Linked DNA regions of Salmo salar: region 1 is linked to region 2. The links are chromatin contacts, called in public Hi-C maps. All regions are on one chromosome and are shown on one strand. The core of a region is the stretch at or near the end of the contact, and the rest is flanking DNA. Distances in the headings are between cores, read along the strand shown.

Region 1 (3,629 bases), core at 523-3,022, 150 kb before region 2:
AGCCACTGCTCAGCCATCTTGGTACTAAAAATATTTAGAAATGCATTTATTAATGTCTACATTTGCCTTTGACACATGTATTATATCACAGACACCTTAATGCATACTTTTAAATTCTATTATGCGAGTTAAACATAGAAATATATTTTTTTCCTTCAAGTTATTTATTTATTTATTTTGGTTCTAATGTTACTGTCCCCACTACAATAAAAAAATTATAGAATTAATTGAATTGTGTCCTTGAAACATTTAATTGAAATATTGTAGAATTCCATTCATTCCTATGGAGGACTGCTCATACTCGGGAGTGCCAATATGGGGTTTATATACGTAATTGGCGGAAACACAGGAGCCTCACAATCCAGTACAGTAGGTAGATCTCAAAGCCAGGAAAGGACAGAAGATTGTTCCAAGCGACCGGCTGGGACACAGCCGGTCACTTTAATAATTTACCTAGTTATTTACAGATTATCTCATTTAGCTCTTTTGTAGCTTTGTCAACTATGTGTGTGTTTTCTATACCTATTCGCACCTCTCTCTGTAGGCTTTACAGACACTCCCCACCCCTTGGCTGCAATTCTTCTCATTTAGTGTACCCTGCGCGCACAACCCATGTGGAATTCCGTGTCTCTGGCAGCATTTGGAACTGCCTATTTGCGGTCAAGAACATCAAGTTCATCTCAGCCTATGCTGCCTTTCAGTCCCTTGACGTTTTGCCCCTGACGGAGACATGGATCACCCCAGAGAACACTGCTACTCCAGCTGCTCTTTCTTCATTTAACTATGTTTTCTCTCATAGTCCGAGAACACCTGGTTGTCGTTGTGGTAGCAAAGATCTACTCCTTTTTCCTAAGTGGAGATTTTGTCTTTTCTACCTCTCTCACCTGTCCATCTCCTCACTTGAATTCCATGCTGTCACTGTCACTATCACTTGTCCAGTCAAGCTTAACATTATTGTCATCTATCGTCCACCAGGTGCCCTTGGAGAGTTCCTCAATGAGCTTGACACCTTGATAAGATAATTTCCTGATGATGGCTCACCGCTCTTCATACTTGGCAACTTCAACCTCCTGACGTCTGCCTTTGATTCGATGCATTTCATTCCAACTCAGTTTTTCCCCCCTTGCATCTTTTGACCTCACCCTTGCCCAATCTCCTCCAACTCACAAGGCAGGCAATACGCTTGACCTCATCTTTACTAGAGGCTGCTTGCCTACTAATCTCACTGCAATCACCTTCCAGGTCTCTGATCACTACTTTGTTTCCTTTTCTGTCTCCCTTTCCTCCAACCCTAACCACTCAGCCCCTACCCAGATGTTCATGCTTCCCAAGGTCTCTCAAGTCACCCCACTTCTCAGCACATTCCACTGGCTTCCAGTTGAAGCTCGCATCCACTACAAGACCATGGTGCTTACCTATGGAACAGCAAGAGGAACTGCCCCTCCCTACCTTCAGGCTATGCTCAAACCCTAAAACCAAACCTGAGCACTCTGTTCTGCCACCTCAGGTCTCTTGGCCCTCCCACCTCTACGGGAGGGCAGCTCCCGCTCAGCCCAGTCCCAACTCTTTACTGTACTGGCACCCCGATGGTGGAACCAGCTTCCACCTGAAGCTAGGACAGCAGAATCCTTGCTCATCTTCCGAAAACATACCTCTTCAAAAAGTATCTTAAATAATCGTCCTCATCACCTCAAATATTTTTTAAGAGAAACAGGGTTGGCAGGTTGGATTTAGTTTCACCCTGTCGCTGGCACACACTGCAGTGCAGTAGGTGGCAGTAATGCACCATAACGTTGTATGCCAACCGCCGAAGAAGAAAAATAGCTGTTTCTCCAATTATGTTGCCTTCCATGTAGCAGGCAGCCTGTTTTCTTGGACTTCTATCTAGTTTTCTCCCACACCAAGCTGGTTATAGCGTTTCCACCTCCCTGGAAACCATGGCCGAACAGGCCACGGAATCCGCCCGGCAGCCCCAGCACGACGGTAAAGCTTGTTATTATTTTTTTTGAAGTATATGATGTGGTGACGTTTCGAGCTAATCCAGATACTATAAGCGGCCTGTGAATATAAGGTTTAGCTAGCACCATCACCCGACGTGTCATTAACCTTATCTATACTTGGCCATTATTTCACGTTTCTCAATGGATGTATATTATACATAGCGAGCTTCACAGGCACCAAACTAGATGTGCATACTTTGTTAGAAAATACATGCATCGTTACATTTTGCGCGATTAAGAATGGCGTATGATTGCTCACCCATCTGGCTGGATCTATTTTAGCCACAGACGACGCTTAACTAGTTAGTCGAACTGTGTTGATGCTATCTACGTTAGCTAGCTAGCTGTCATTGTTTTGCAGCGCTAGACAGTGTATGCGAGTTATTCGACGGAGTGGAAATTGGATAGTGGTGGTTATATTTGTACATGTAGCAAACATTTTCGAAAACAGTTTTTATTGACGCATGAATATTCAGTAATTTAGTTCTCCATCCCCTGCCCTGGTTTGTAGCGTCTAGCCCTAAAGTTATACAGGTAACGTTAGGACGGGCCAAGACGTTGAACTCCAGACTAGTTAACTAGTTTACTAGCAAGCTAGTAACGTTAGCCACACTCCACAGATAAATTGTAAGCCAACATGTCTTTATACATTGAGCCTATGATGGAATTGAAATGATTATTTTTCTCCAACTAGTTACACCAAATCTGGTAATGGAGGAAATGAAATGTGTCATGACAATGCTGGTGTTTGCCGGTGTTTACATGGATTTGCGCATGTGTCCGGTGATTTCAACCGCAGTACCGACGCTCTAAAAAGTCGGATAAATAATACTTTACTGTGGATATTTTGTCTAAAATTCCAACCCACTGAAGGACCAACCGCACAGACAATCGGTATATTTAAGTTCAAATGCAATTTTATTCAACATTCAGGCATCTACTTTATAAATGCATTTGATTGTAAGCAAACTTTCCACGTCATACTGATTTATTAGGAAACCTACGTTTATGCTCTCCATAACGACTGAGATTGGTCTGTTCTTTTTTGAGTAGTGAGTTATGCATTATTAAGAATGGGGGAAAACTGTACAGTATGTAGCCTAAAGCTAGTGGACAGATGGGCCTATACCTCAAGTAGGCCTAAAGCCCCAAATCATCAAAGATTGGAACTTGCAACTAGTGTACTTTCTGCGCTGGAAATTGACTCTAAGAAGTAGGCTATATAACCATTATGTTGGACACCAGGAATGATATTTGGGGAAGTTACTTTTCAGGCACCTCATGCTGTTTTATATGTATAAACTTGAATCTCTGAACAACTTGGAAAACCTCGAGTTTGTTCGTTGGTAGGCTCATGTCATAGATCTTTGTTTAGTTTGAGTGTCTTTCGGGTCAAACCTTTTGCAGACATTGTCAGTATGCTAATATAGTCATTAATAGATCTTGCCCCTAGAATGTTGCTTTGTATTTTGTAATGCACAGGTGTCGTCCTTTGTGATTGGCTACAATTAGTGAGATCGGTTTGCTCTTTGTCCACCAGTTAGACCTCCATTTATTTTATGCAATAAACAACACCAACAGTGATTATTGTTGAAGTGAAGACCAAATTACCCTCCCACTCAGTCCTGC
Region 2 (3,449 bases), core at 892-3,391:
AGAAGGATTACTTTATCCTATCCTAGGTATTCCTTAAAGAGGTGGGGTTTCAGGTGTCTCCGGAAGGTGGTGATTGACTCCGCTGTCCTGGCGTCGTGAGGGAGCTTGTTCCACCATTGGGGTGCCAGAGCAGCGAACAGTTTTGACTGGGCTGAGCGGGAACTGTGCTTCCTCAGAGGTAGGGGGGCCAGCAGGCCAGAGGTGGATGAACGCAGTGCCCTTGTTTGGGTGTAGGGCCTGATCAGAGCCTGAAGGTATGGAGGTGCCGTTCCCTTCACAGCTCCGTAGGCAATCACCATGGTCTTGTAGCGGATGCGAGCTTCAACTGGAAGCCAGTGGAGAGAGCGGAGGAGCGGGGTGACGTGAGAGAACTTGGGAAGGTTGAACACCAGACGGGCTGCGGCGTTCTGGATGAGTTGTAGGGGTTTAATGGCACAGGCAGGGAGCCCAGCCAACAGCGAGTTGCAGTAATCCAAACGGGAGATGACAACTGCCATTTTCTCTGTAACACTGTGGCTTTGACCATTCAGAGCATTTTGCATTAGTTGATGTATGTTTTTCATAACCGAGACCAGACCATTGATTGTGTGTCAGCTTTGGTATGGATAGGTGAGGTTAGTTTGCTCTTTACTGAGCAATGTGCATGATGTTGATGTTGAGGCTAATTTATAGCATTTTTAGAGTCTGACTAGGAAAGCTACAGTAAATGTAAAAAAAAATTGCTATTATGAAAAGAAATGGAGTTATATGCATATTCTTAATTTTTTTGGAGGGTTAGGGCTAACCTTAGCTCGCTCCTCTCCTTGGTGATGCATCCTCTTATGCCAACATGCCCAAAAAGCATTACACGATGAGCAATGGCGGCAGGTAGCCTAGTGGTTAGAGTGTTGGGCCAGTAACTGAAAGGTTGCTGGATTGAATCCCTGTTCCCTAGGTGCCGTGGATGTTGATTATGGCAGCCATCTGCACCTTTCTGATTCAGAGGGGTTGGGTTAAATGCGGAAGACACATTTCAGTTGAATACATTCAGTTGTACAACTGACTAGGAATTCTTTCCCCAATGAGCAATAAATAAATAATGTGTCTTATTTAAAGTAAGAGAGTTGATTACTTGGTCACAATGTGATACCACTTTTACTCTCGCAAGAGCTGTGGATTCTGTTGCTCAAGGCAGAATCGAGCCAAGCCTCCCAAGATTTTTCCTTTAAAGAGGAAATTTGCGGTTGAAACAATAACAAAGAATTTTCCCTGCCACTGTTTCGGTAAAAAACTGAGGGATGTGGCTGGAGAAATGTAACACTCAAATTCATAGATAGATCTATGGATGCAAGTACTGACCATCCATATAGTTTGAAGCATGTTTTGAGGCTATACAGTGTTTGTTTACATTTACTTTGTTTACAAACATTGGAGTAAAACAAGCTTAGCCTATATTTTAGGTTCTGATAGTGTAAGACTGTTGAACTAAGTTTATGAGGCATTTATAAGTTATATTGTTCAAGAATCAACAGGTACTTAAGCAATAAGGCATGAGGGGTTGTGGTATATGGCCAATATGCCACGGCTAAGGGCTGTTCTTACGCACGACTCAACACAGAGTGCCTGGATTCAGCCCTTATCCGTGGTATATTGGCCATATACCACAACCCTCCGAGGTGCCTTAATGCTATAATAAACTGGTTATCAAAGTAATTAAAGCAGTAAAAATACATGTTTTGTCATACCCATTGTCATACCCATGGTCTGATATACCACAGCTGTCAGCCAATCAGCATTCAGGGCTCGAACCACCCAGTTTATAAATATCATGAATTTATAAGTAAAAAAAATGGTAGTCGCAAATGCAGATCGATCCTTTAAACTAGAGGGAGGCGTGCCCCCTACTGGCTCATCAAGAACTCTGCATTACAACTTTCCCAACGAGGTGCTGAGCCTTCTTTAGAATAACATTCTGCAAGGTAAATCCATTACCTTCATTTGAAAGAACATCGTTATTTGTGTTTTTCTACAAGTGCTTGACTAATATACCATAGGTAAAATAATAACCTCACCAATTTTGTTCATACTCATTTATAATTTCCAGCATTGCACACCCTTATAACTCAGTATGCAGCCCCAGTACGCTAGGTGGAGCTAAACTTTTTACATACAAATCAATGTAGAAGAAGACAAACATCATATTCTAAAGATGTCGGCGACCAGGGAAAAAGATGGTCGACCAGGGAAACCGTCAGGAAAGGAATCTCAACCTTTGATTATAGCCAAAACTCCGGCAGAGGAGCAGCGCCTTAAATTGGAGAGATTGATGAGAAACCCTGTAAGTGTCGGGGGGTTCTTTGAGGATATATTCAAATAGCTCATGTTTATCTCCACAGCCAGCAAGGCTAGCTAACGTTAGCGCCAACCGCAGTGGATCTGTGTTTACGCACAGTTAGTTAGAACATTGCCTGATTCACAGTCTGAGATTAATGGCATTCATTTGTTTGGAAAAATTCATCTCACAAGCCAGAATGTTGAACACTATTTTATTTCAACGTAACGTTACTGTGCCAGTTGTGTTGGCGGTTTGTCCTTTTGTTGGTAGGAATTTGAGAAAAATATCCACAGGAAAGTACAGTATCAATAAACCGACTTTTCCAAACGCTGGTAATGGTTTATATCACCTGTCACAAAACTATGCAAACACGTGCATGTACTTACATGCGCAAATGTTTCAGGTGGTAAGGCACTTGAATGCACTACCAGCGCTTTGAAAAGGTTTCGTTAGTAGGTGGCGACAGGGAACTAGCGAGTTGACGAAGATGGCGGAAGTGGATGCTGAGTTCGAATTAAGCAGGAAGTCAGTAGTGACAACAGTAGTATCGAAAACTAACGAAAAGGAATTTGTCTAAGATTGGAGTGCAGTAAATGATAATGAATTGCTTCTTGTTCGGATGCATATGTGGGAAACCCGTTTGTGGTTTCGAAAATGGTGACGTATGCACTTGGAAAAGTGGAGTTTGTCAGAGTGCCCTGAGCTATGTTCGAATACCTATACTAACTTACTGTATAGTACATACTAATGAGTATATATTATTAGTTCATTTTAGTATACTGTAAACGAATGGTATCCTTTCAGTTGAGCATACTAGCGCTTCGCCTGTCTACAGGAAGTGTATTCTGTTGCTATGCAACCTTTTGCTCTCTTATTAGCATAACAAATTACTAGCTAGACTTCGAGTGTGTTTGTAAATTCAATCTGGAGTGCCAGAGTGTGTTTTGGGCGTTTGTAAATTCAGGGCGTTGTCAGATTGTCTGTTCATAAATTCTGAGCGTTTCGCCCTCGGAGCGTGCTCTGGAAGAGTATGGTTGATCTGAGCGTTCTGACCTCAACTGCAGTCAAGCACCCGAGCTAACTGGCTAATGTTGGCTAGCTTGCTAGCTACTTCCAGACACAAATGAGAGAACAC

The links. A called contact is a pair of places that touch in the nucleus more often than the background predicts.
Region 1: a Hi-C map of muscle shows a contact between it and region 2, with 9 times the contacts expected there. The contact joins the promoter of LOC106567675 here to the promoter of LOC106567678 in region 2. A contact is called at or near these places in 2 of 3 Hi-C or Micro-C datasets (gill and muscle).

The regions. Positions count from the first base shown.
Region 1 is chrssa13:73,836,026-73,839,654 of Ssal_v3.1, reverse strand. LOC106567675 (rab GTPase-binding effector protein 1-like) reads left to right here and starts at 1,772. Exons shown (of 21, transcript XM_014137234.2): 1 at 1,772-1,983. The coding sequence starts at 1,938.
Region 2 is chrssa13:73,685,490-73,688,938 of Ssal_v3.1, reverse strand. It overlaps LOC106567678 (PRKR-interacting protein 1 homolog), which reads left to right and starts at 2,141. Exons shown (of 6, transcript XM_014137241.2): 1 at 2,141-2,317. The coding sequence starts at 2,189.